Linked DNA regions of Oryzias latipes: region 1 is linked to region 2. A link is a contact called in public Hi-C data. All regions are on one chromosome and are shown on one strand. Each heading gives the region's core, a stretch centred on a gene start, on an enhancer-like site or on the middle of the called end of the contact. The rest is flanking DNA. Distances are from core to core; before and after follow the strand shown.

Region 1 (6,008 bases), core at 1,352-3,851, 96 kb after region 2:
TTGCTAAAGGATTCCGTGACACCGGGAATGGGAGGCGAGAGAAGAGGTAAGACAAGAGGATTTAATAGAAAAAAACGAAGGGGATCTGGCTGGGTTAAATTTGCACCGAAACTTTTACATGTTCCCTTTTAAAAATACTTTCCGTTTTTAAATAAACGAATACATACAAAGTTAGTGGATTTGGTCTTTTGATAACATCCTAAATATTATATTTGATTATTTCCTGCGCTACCCCAACCAGAACTTTGACTTTTGCCGCTTCTAACAGCCTGATCTTTGGATTGTAGGAAACAGCTGGCCCTTCAATCCATGCGTTCCTACGAGGAGCAGCAAAAAAAGGAAAACGGCGCTTCAGACGACTCTTCCGGCGAGCAGGCCCCCTTTAAGTGCTTCGGCCAGGCCTCCTCCCCTGCTGTTTCCACTGTGCCCCCCCCACACCTAAAAGGTAAGATGTCAAGATTCTTTTACCCTCCTCTAACGTTAGAAAGTCGAGTAAAGACTTTTTTTTTGTTGTTTTTTCGCTTTGGTATTTTTTAAAGCATATTTAACAGTTCTGACATGCTCTATATACTGACGTGCGAACCATCAAGGAAAAACTAATTGGATGTTCCCACATTGTATGTTAATTGAAATGCGTAAAAAAGCGCAAGAAGGAAAGAATTTAGTCATTAATTGGTTGCATAATTTGTGTGCCTGAAATGTATGTCGGTGGGAATCGGGAAAATAAACTTTAATTGCTGAGCAGACTAATTGTGTGTCATTGGATACCAGTGCGCTCCCGTACGTTGCAACAAGTGCCCTGCACGTTTGAAAGGTGATCGCAAAAGTCAACAAATGCCTTTTTCCTCTGCAGATTTCTGCGACAGTGACGAAGACAGCGACGACGAGAGCAAAGATGGACACAATAAAGACGGACCGGACTCCAGCAAGATCTCCACAACTACCGAAGACGGGAAGGACCACGAGGCCAGCCCGATGAAGCAGGGGGGGAATGCCCTCACAACCGACTCTGCCGGCAGGATTCGTGAACGCGGCCCTAGAACTGAGAAAACCCCGGCAGACTCACGGCAGAGCCCCATCACGGTCATCTCCAGCACCACGCGCTCTGGGGAAGACCTGAAGAGCCCCAACCTGGACCAGTCCAAACCTGACGAGTGCAGGTCAATAAACAAAGAGAGCTTCATGCCTTTGACTGTGCAGACGGACAGCGCGCACTTGGGCCACAACCACTTGCATAATTTCGGATTTCCACCAGGTTTAACAGGACAGCAGTTTTTCAATCACCTTGGCAGCGCGCACCCGTTTCTGTTGCACCCCAGTCAGTTCAACATGGGGGGTGCGTTCTCAAACATGGCCGCGGGGATGGGACCTCTACTGGCAGCAGTTTCCTCGGGAGGAGTGAGCACCATGGACACAACGAGCATGGCATCGCCCTCCCAAAGCCTGGCGGGGACGCCGGGCCTGCCCTTTCACCTGCAGCAACATGTCTTGGCATCACAGGTAAAACCTGTTTACTTCTGTTCGGGACCTCATGCAACTATGAAGAATGTGATTGGACTGCCGAATGACAGATCTCACACGTCATAAGCAGAGATACCGTTCATGTTATAAGAATATTTATTTATTAAAACAATCAAACCAAGTTAGAAAATGCGCTCTATCTGACTGTTGAATCAGATAAAAACTTTTACATTTGACAAAAGTAAATTGTTTTTTACTTGTAATTCAGAAGACACAAACTTAAAATGCAAAAAAAAAAAAAAAACACAACATATTGAAGTACTGAACAATCTATTGACATGCGCCCTTGCACTACTCGCGCTTGGTACGTTCCACCTTGGCTTAGGAGATAAAAAATGATATTTTAAGAGTCAATAAATGTGATTTCATTGGTTTTCTTGTTGGACTTAAATCTTTAAAGACAGTTTACTCTGTTTGATGGCAGAAGTCGTTTGAATTACAAATTCTTGAGCAAGCAACACGCTTGTGTTACTGCTTAAAGCTTTGCAGCGCGCGCTCAGGGGGTTTAGTACTGAAAGGTTTCAAAACAGAAGCAGTAAACGTGAACAAAGGGGACACAAAGACGCCTCTGGTATTTTCTTTCTAATGCAATGCGTTTCCAAGATGTTTTTTTCCTCGCGTTTTTACCCATATTATGCTACGGCACCAGCCTGGATCTTCACGCTCCGTTTCTCTGTCCTCCCCCACAGGGCATTGCCATGTCTCCATTCGGGAGTTTGTTCCCGTATCCGTACACCTACATGGCAGCGGCCGCCGCTGCTTCCTCCGCTGCCTCCTCCTCGGTTCATCGGCACCCCTTTCTGAACGCGGTGCGGCCGCGCCTCAGGTACAGCCCCTACCCCCTCCCCATGACGGTACCGGACAGCACGCTGCTCACAACGGCCATGCCATCGATGGGCGGCGGCGGCGGCGTTGGCACCGAGCTTAAACCGGATGGCCTCGTCCCTGCCAGCCCCGTGTCTGCCGTCACGCTGGATTCCACGTCAGAAGTGACCAGCCACTCATCCACGGTGTCATCTGGATCCGTGTCCATGTCTCCAAAAGCGTGCGCGGAGAAGGAGGCCGCGAACGAGCTGCAGAGCATCCAGCGCCTGGTCAGCGGACTGGACTCCAGCCAGGACAGGGCGCGGAGCGGGTCGCCTTAAGGAACAGCATGAAAACGACCAGAAAGACTTTCAACTTCATTTAGGAGGACAACTTCACAGATTTATTAAGGTTGAGGAATAAAATATTAAATGAATAACTCCAAACGTCAACTTTTGGATTTTTTTAGTTTCTGAGATGCACTTTGTTTAATACAAATGTATATTTCTTTCTTTTTCTTTTCATTGTTTCTCTTAAATGAAACCCTTCCCCTCTGTCATCTGAATACCATACAAGTATTGAAAGGAGGCGCTGGTGTGTCTGTGACTTTGGAAAGTTTGGAAAAGTTGCTGCTCTGTCCTTGGATTTTCTTTAAGGAAAAAAAAAGTATTTGGAACATGCACTCTGAATCGAATCTTTGACCTACAAAAAAATAGACTGCTGTATTGTGTTGGAGCTTTATGAACTGATTGATCGATCGGTTGTTGCATGTCCTCTGAATCCAGGAGGTTCTTTTAAGAAGGAAACATTTAGAAAAAAAAGGTTCCAAATTTAAAAGTCATTTCCCAATTTCTTTTTTAAATTCATTCAACTTCTTTATGGAAATAAAAAAAAGGTCTTAAGGAATGACTGCTGGGCCAAATGTGCCCAATCATGTGGATTTGAACCGGCAAAGGGAAGCAGACATCTATTTAAAAGAAAAAAAACGAAAAATAAAAGTTACTATTGATAATTTGATTTGTGTAAATAGGGATATATCAAATATTTATGTAATTATTTCATATTGGTATTGCCTGTACATACTATGGAGTAGTTTGTTTTTAGGGATCAGTTCTTAATTTATTATCAATGTACCTGTGTAAAAAGTTTGTGGATTATTATTATTCTTTGTTTTTCCCCTTTACCGTTTATATTCAACTCTTTCAAAAAATATATTGTCTTTATGCCCCCTTCACATAAAAAAGAAAGAAAAAAAAACACCTCAGCTGTAGTTATTCACACTTATGTGCCATTGTATTTTCACCTGTTCTCCCTGTGTGTGAAGTGCTACTGTTTGAAACGAATGAAAAGGCGACAACGCACTGCACCCGTGGCTTGAAAATAAAAAAATATATTTTTTCTTTTGGAAAAGTGTCGTTAAAGCGTAACGAACATGGATCCCCCTCCCTCCTCTTTTTTATTCCACATTTTGCGCACCTGATCGTCATAGTGCCGCATAATCGATACAAATATGAAGGTTTCTTTTTGTCTATCTTAAGTTGTCAGTGGGTTTATGTTGTACCGGAGTTTTGTCTAGTTTACAACATCGACATCGTGTGGTTGAAAGTTTCAATAAAAACATTCAAATGCTGTTTTTTTAGTGCATCAATCTAACAAAAATATTAATTTGTCAAATTTAAAACCATCCGCATGAAAGTTGAAATCTTATTCAGGTAAAATATTTTGTTCTTAATTATTAAATCTCTATTAAACTAGAGTGTTCATAAAATAAATGTTGTAGTCGTTTTTTTGCTGTCCCACTCAGAATAAAATCAAAATTGATTCAAGCGCAAATGTGAGAGTTAGGTTTAAAAATGAAAGTGCAATTTCTTCTGAAGTGGATCCAAAATAAGATCCAACTTCTTTTATGAAATTAAATTTTGAAGGAAAAAAATTCAGAAAGCTGAAAAACAAAAGGAAAGTTACTGTCGGTCAGAGTGAGAAAAAGAAAAAAAAAACTCTTTCAACTGCACACTCAGTCAAGAGTTTATCAAGACCATATCTGCATTTGTATATCTTCTGATTAATGTTTAGCCCGCCTGGCGCTGGTGAATAGGTGTAAACATGATACAAACTGTCTCAATTGGTCCTCCTTATTGCTCACCTGGCGCCTTGCGCGGGCATATCTTCCATTTTATTGCACGGAAGGCGACAATGCGTCTGTAATCTTCCCATAATGCGACGCCCCCAAGCGGCAGCAGCCGCGGCTTTATGAACCCAAAAGGACCAAAGCGCAAACAGAGTGTAAGCGCAGGCGGTGATGGACGGATAAGAGAGGTTGACCAACAGTTTGACTTTGTCACAGGGCTGCTTAAAGTGTAAGATAAGTTTTTTTTTCCTTAAAGCAAAGACATGTTTTTTAGTCTGCGTGGAGGATCAGCGCTTCTGTGCACCTTTCTGCCTTTCAGGCGCTCAAAATAAATTACAATGTCAGGACATCTAATTAAAAACTGAAATAAAGCATTTTAAATCCTTTTGGTTTCTGTGAGTTTTTATGAAGAACATATATTAGCTTCATTGAGAAGTAACACGCGCAATCTTGTACAAAAAAACCCATTTGAAAATAGAAAATATATAAACCAAGTAGTCATTTTTAAATTAAGCAAAGATCAAAAACGTAAAAAAAGTCAATTTAAAAACTCAATTAGTTGGTTTTGTTAACAACTCTCAAAATAGAACTAAATAAAGTATAATTTATCTTCAGCGTTTGTGTGCGGCCGGATATGAAACTTAAATTAAAATGCGAAATTAAAGTTTAAAATGCAAGAACGCAAACCTTTACATCTGCAGTTTTACAGCCTAGGAAATTCACCCTCAACATAAAATAATATTTGCTGTACAATTATGAAAACATTGAAGGGAGTAAATAGCATTTTGTTGACTTATTTTCTTTGCTCACTAAGCAGGGGTTTTGAATTGTTCATTTGGAGCACACAGCCCTTTTCCACTTAGATCTTTCACCTATGGTGAATGCCAAGGGTAAGTTGCGCCATCTAGTGGCCATAAATTATAGCCTCCTTTTTTATATGGCTAAAACCTCCTGTTATCAAACAATTTGATTAAAACGCAGATCAGAAAAAATTGATCAATTCAGCAAAAATATTTGATCTCTGAGTTTTTGTCTTTTGTTTACAAATGTCACTAGACATATTGGTGTTTTCCAAAGTGAAAGAACGCTTTTTTCATAAATGGATCTGAATGTAGTAAATAATCTAGAGATGACTCAGAGTCAATACAGGGTCGGCTCAGATGGCTTTTATCTAGAGCTCTTGTTGTAACTCTTGGCACTGGTAGGTAATAATTATAGCTTTGTGTTTTAAAATGTGACGCTGAAGTGGTGTCAGTCTTCTATTGAACCCATGTTTCCTGTAGCCGTTGCACTCAGTCCCAGTTGTCTGACAAGAAAGTTTTGTTTATCACACAGGAGGGAGTAAATGCTCAGTTTGTACGCACAAAAGAAAAGTATCTTTACCTTGCATACACTTCTGAGGAAGACTTCTGATGAATTCCTCCTGTATTACACATATTTCCCTGTCACAACTAGAAATACAAGTGTCTTTCAAATGTAAAACACAAACTTCATAAAAAGATTTTTTATTGTATACTTATTAAATATTTCAAATTGAAGAAGTAAGTTTGTCACT
Region 2 (6,127 bases), core at 1,667-4,166:
AATCCGTTTTTCCAATGCTTTACCGTGAGAGTAACAGGAAGGGCTTGGAGGAGGGGTGGAGAAAAAAAGGGAAGGGGAAAAAAACATCCCTGGCTAATTTAAATACAGTCTTATTAGTCTAATGACCAGAGTCCGTGATCACGACTCATCACCATTAATGCCACAACTCTCTCCTGCTTTGATTGCCCAAGGCTTAGCTTTTTTCCCCTTAGCCCACATTCGGCTGAGGAACCAACGCTTTCTTCCTTCCGCTACACATGAAATGTGACATGAGGACACTAATGTATGTGGAAAAGGGACGGAAAGCAGGGATGTGAGACACTCTGCACTCCTCCTTACGCAGTTAATGATATGACGTGCTGCACGAAAGCCAAAAACTCCTCTTCTTTTAAAAGCCATCAGCTCTGAGGCATGTTTTTATTAAGCACACTCCTAAATGTTATAATAGGTGGCCCTAACGAGCTTTGGCCTCGCTCTCCTTTGCTGCTTTCCTCAACTAACATATTGGCTTATCAGAATGATGAATGCAGCATTAAGTTTAAATGGGTTGGAAGATTGGAAAAGGGGGAAAAGTCGAGTTTAACATTGCATGATTTGGTCCTGTTTTCTGCTTCACATTGTACAAAGACTGCTTGTTATTTTAACTACATGTTTTTAGAAATCCACAATTGTGTAATGAGACTAAAATATTAAAACAGCATGCAAGCCTTCTGCGTATGATTGTGGAAATTGAGGGGAAAAAGCCATTTAGCTGGAAAAAGATGGACAGAGAATAGAGGATCTATGCTGATTAGCCTGAAATGTGAAAACCAGACTAGCATTTTTGCAACAATATGCATTCAATCCAGTATATTTTAATTTGATGTTTTGGGTTTTGTCTCGTGTATACTAACTGAACAGCTCTGCTTGTACTGTTCAACTTAAGACCAATTTAAACACTGCTTATAATTTGAAGAAAAAAATACGCTATACTGTATCTTTTGTTTTTTTCATTGAGTTTTTCTTTACTTCTTCACTTTGTTGCTTGTTTTAAGCACAAACTCCAACACTACATAATGTTTTGTGGTACATTTTAATGTAAGATTGTGTCTTAAAGACCCGCTCCAATGATAAAGATGTTTTTGGTGCTTTTAATATGGTCTTGTGGATTTTTTCTCATGATAGGGGACATATGTGAAGAAAATATTAAAATTGCACATCTGACTATTTCTTTATTCAGATGCTTGGGAATTAGGGGCAGAGGAAAAACTGTAGTTAGAAAAAGCTTGTAGGTGAGACTTAAAACATAAAACTGCAGGCCACAAACTCCCTGCTCCACTCTTTCTGATGCATCAAGAGAGACGAATAGTGATATGTTTATATTTATCCAAGCTGGCATCTGGCTCAAAAGTGTATGGCTGGATAGCGCCGATACTGCTCGCCATTTTGGTTCACCGCAAATGTTAGGTTGGGGTGGGAGGGGCTGTACGCTAGCAGGAGAAAGTGTAAACAAAGGGATGATGGGAAATGAGCACAGGCTTACTTTGTGCCAACAGTACTTCCCAAAACTCAGAGGTGGAACCACTAATGAACTACTGACACTCTGCAGAAACTATGTCCTAAAAAACAACATTGATTTTTTGATTTAGGTCAAAATGTAATTATAGTTAGGAGTGGGACTTTAAAAACACTTTGTTAACACCTTATAGTCTATTTGAAATAGGTGTTGTCAAAGGCTTTACATGAAAAAACATTAATCATTATTACGCCCGCTAGTAATATCTGAATTATTATTATTATTACTATTTGTGTATAATTACAAGTTATGGCTTGAATGTGACATTTTCACTTCTAAATCCAAACAAACAAGTCGCCAAACATTAGATAAAAATCTGAAAGTCACCTACTCCGTCCAAAATAGGCGTGATTCCCCTCTGCCAGGCAAAGTGGCACAGCTGGCAGAGAAAAGAGCAAGCAGAAAGCAGGCAGCGTGTTAAATGACCTCAGGATGTGAACAACCTTGGTGGCTGGGAAGGCCGGCACTAATTAGCGCTGGGCAGCAATGTTGCCTGTCAGGGATTTTTGGAGGGGCATAATCTTTAAAATCCCCCCCCCCCCCCCCAACCCCCATCCCACCCCAGTGGGTGTCCTCATCACTCCCCCCTTATACTACCTCAAAACCCTCGGGTGGACTGTTCGCCCCCTCTCACGCCAGCCATGACCCCATGCATAATAATGAGGGAATGCTTGTGGGAGGAGATGACTGACCCAAACTGTGTCAGTTAAATGTTAGTCTGCCAACACCCCATCATCATTACTGTCACCTTATTTTGCCACCACTCCATCAGTGATTCAGCGTTCTGCTTTTTTCAAATTCAGACTAAAAACTCGTTGATTAGACGTTCTCTTCTCTACACTACCAAATCACACCATGTGTCTGCCTTAACAACAAGAAATAGACTCTTTTGATCAGTACAGCTGTTGGAATAAAAAAAAACAAATTATAAATGTCAATCATTAAATCCGATTTTTTACATCACGTACTTTGGCATGAATTGGTATTTTCCTGATGTTTGAAGATTGTGGAACTAATATTCGTGACTGGTAGTTTATGGATTCATTTATCACCCGCATCTCATTTATTTCCTTCAATTCAGCTCAGGGGTCTGATTTTGGCGTTGGCTGGCCACCAGTGCTGGAGCGTTATTCCTCTTCACACAGGCCTAGTGTTAACGCCCCTGGCCAAGTTCACAGATTTGACTGACTGTGGACTTAATGCTGCTTGCCTTGTTTTCAGCACTTGTCCCTCCAGATTTGCCACCCTGGCTGCACAATTTCCTCCAATTCTAATTATTCATCAGCTCATTATGCCTGTTCCAGGGCGCCTCCCCTAATTAGAGGTGACATGGGGTTGGGTCTCAGGCTAGCCCCAAGTGAGAGAACCAGTTCAGAACCAGTCTAAGGCGTGTGCTCATGGAGGACTGGGTAACTGCCAGCTCCTCAAAGTGAGGAGGGGAAAAGGAAAGCCTGTCTTCACAGTGTGATGTGATGTGCCTTCACACAGTTTCTCTCTCTCTCACACACATTAATCATACATCTATGTCTTATAACCTCTAGATATGTGTAGATGCCCAAAAATGATAGAAATTCTTTCAATCACTGGTGTTACAAACTGCTTATGCAGTGTGATTTTTTTTCCCTAATGTATTTGTGTTGGCGTTTTACAGCGCCATGAGGAAGAAATATGAAGATGCAGCAGCAGAGAACAGTTTCAGTGAGCAGGGTAGAGGAGCGTAAATTATTAAATCATTGTTTTCTAATTAACCTCAGAACCAAGACATAAAAAAAGTTCTCAAGCTCCAAACAATCCAACTCTTTGTCAAAGTAAATGGAACATACATGGTGCTCCCAATATCTGTCGATGTCAACTGTTTGTGTGCATTAATGGCAGCAAGTACCGGTAAGTGACATGCTAAATAGAAACAACCCCAAACGGTTCTAATATACCATGGAGAGATTTTAGTTTTTTAAACTAAAGTCAATTTTGAACCCTAACTCTGTCAGTATTGCCACAAACTCTGTGGTCAGATTGAGTTTTTTCCCTTTACTCCTCTTGCTATTTTATATCCGTATAAAATAAGGTTAAGGTTGGTCAGAATTGGATCTGCTTTTTTTCAAATAAAAACACAAAAATTTGTTAACTCATCTATGTTATTTCAGAAATGAGAAATTTCTTTATCCAATTTCCAAACTTTTCAGAAGTAATGTAACAAATATTCCTGTACAGTTTCCTGTTTTTTAATGCCTTGCCCCCTGTCATGGTCGCACTTGGTCTGAGTATGTGATCACCACAGCTGTTTTCTGTTAGGCTGATTGGCCCACACTGTACTGTTTATCAAACCATTTTGTAACTTTTGTTTTCTCCCATCATGCCATGTTTCAGTTTTTGTTTTAGTGCACTCAGGTTCTTCACGGTTTTATCAGTTTTGCAGGAGTTCAATCATTTCTTAAAGTTGTTAAAGTTTTGTAAACGTGAAATTGGTCTCCTGCACTTCAGGCTACATGCACGAATGACAGAACACGAGCAGTGCATAACCACCCTCCTCCGTGTAGGTTGGCTTCTGCCAAATTTTAGCTAAATCTTACAGCAGTCTCAAAAATGATTCGGTGGCTTTGGGGAGGAGGCAGGAGGGGTGCATTCTTAATTTTCTTTATAGGAGTTGCAGAACCTCCAACTCATTTTTCTAAAATTTTTGCAAAAATGGACAAATTCATGCTCAGAATTGTCATAGGTCAAACTAACTTATGTTGAACCCATGTTGCCCCCCCTAAAATTCGGAGTAAAAAATACCAGGTAACTGCGGTGCATTGACAAAGATTTTAGAGTAAATTGTGGCTAATTGGAGAAAAAAATGTAAATTGTATATATTAAAACAGCAAATGTCCAATTGTTGGTAGTAATGGAAGATGTGCATAAGCATATCAGCCAAACAAAAATGAGATGTTTTATATGCTAAAGTTCAGATATGTAAATACTAGTAAAAAATGAAAAGTCAAAGGTTTTTGAGAGAGTTTGGTACATTATCATTAATAAGAGTGTAACGATTAATCGACTTAATTGATGAATTGATGTTGTGTTTTTTTACGATCCAACCAGATCGATCTGTATGAGGCAAATTGTTAATCAAATCGACCTATACCAGTATAAAATCCTTTTCAATTAAAATAATTTGATTATAATCAACATTGGAACATACCATGCAGACTGAGGTACGGTAGGTTTATTCTATAACGTAACAATCACCAATTTTATCACAGCAGACAACACACATGTGATGGCAGCAAAAATGATCAGTCCAATTTGTGGAAACACTTTGAATTTTGGAAAGACATGTGGTAGTTTGTTCTAATAATGATATTTGGATTATTATAATATAGAAAAACAAAAGTGGACTGTATTTTATGAAACTAAAATGTTGGTGGATTTATCATTAATTCTTGTTTACTTGTTTTTTTATACACATATTTAATTTACACTTGATTGTCTTGCTCTAAATACAAGGTTTTACCTTCCCAGGAAGCCCAGCTGTTAAGTAAAAATGTTATGTGTCATATCTCTTATTGGTGCAAACAGCTGAATGAACACAGTGATGATTCCATATTTTTTGCCAAAGGTTGTCTTTATCCTTCCATTTTTGCATTGGCTAACCTTATAACTGTTAGTCACTACGCCTGAATTGACACTTAAACTAACAGATCTGGCTAAGTAGAATTAACTGTGACATTTGTGTGTGTGTCGCTCTACTTGCCTTAGGTTTTTGTGTGACCCTGTGTTGCAGCGTTCGCATACACGTGTGTATGTGTGTTTGTTCATTAGAATTTTTGCACATTAGCAGATCTGCAACCACTCTTGAGTGTGATTCTCCATCTTTTTCTCACCTTTCTTCCCTTCCCATTTTACCGCTCTCGTCTTGTCAGCCTGCTTTGGCCTCTAGTCAAAGAGTTTGCAGAACGCTGCGTGGAGAATCTGTTGGTACACAGGTTCATGCTATCAAGTGGCAAGTGCTTTCAGTTGCAAGAGAGAATGTGACACGCACCTATGTGCAGCAAAGTGGTCCTTTTTTTTCACCCTTTCAAACACATTTGCGCATAAACAAACTCACGTGTGTGCACGCAGTAGCGCTAATTAAAGCCTTCGGTGTGAGCACAGAAATATGTAATCCTGACATTTAGTCAAGGAAGATTTGGGGAGTTGAAGAGAAATTCTAGCGCTCATCTTGAGCTGGGCCTGAGGCAGGCTGGCAGACAAAAGGACAGCGGCAGGCAGAGGAACTGGGATACGGAGCGGTGGAAAGGTCATCTCCGTGAAAAGGCTAACGTGTCAGTGCTTTTGTTCCTGGCCCTTGGAACATATGTTTGTCCCTCCTCCGCGGCTGCCCCTGCTATCGGGATGAAATCTAACCCCCAACCCCCAAATGCAGGAACAAAACACACTTACATAGTAAGATAAAATGATACACACAGACACACACACACAGTTGTGTTGCTCTACCACAGTAGTTAGGGTACAGGGGTGAAAGCTGGGCTGGAGGTGTTGTCTTACCATTCTCAGTGGTGGCACACCTGTCCACTGCTGTACTCAAGAATC

What was found. A called contact is a pair of places that touch in the nucleus more often than the background predicts.
Region 1: a Hi-C map of embryo shows a contact between it and region 2, with 2.1 times the contacts expected there. The contact joins two enhancer-like sites. A contact is called at or near these places in 3 of 5 Hi-C or Micro-C datasets (embryo, fibroblasts and gastrula embryo).

The regions. Positions count from the first base shown.
Region 1 is chr12:12,690,365-12,696,372 of ASM223467v1, forward strand. tbx3 (T-box transcription factor TBX3) reads left to right here. Exons shown (of 7, transcript XM_011481780.3): 4 at 1-46; 5 at 288-445; 6 at 854-1,500; 7 at 2,211-4,838. The coding sequence ends at 2,666. Among protein-coding and RNA genes, the nearest start is that of tbx3, 7.1 kb to the left of the region's middle. Within about 2 kb of position 2,602, at least 1 of the 8 cell types and tissues checked has an H3K27ac peak or open chromatin away from gene starts, as enhancers often do. A contact at or near this core is called in embryo, where this site is marked.
Region 2 is chr12:12,594,190-12,600,316 of ASM223467v1, forward strand. No RefSeq gene overlaps it. Among protein-coding and RNA genes, the nearest start is that of LOC110016009, 15 kb to the left of the region's middle. Within about 2 kb of position 2,917, at least 1 of the 8 cell types and tissues checked has an H3K27ac peak or open chromatin away from gene starts, as enhancers often do. A contact at or near this core is called in embryo, where this site is marked.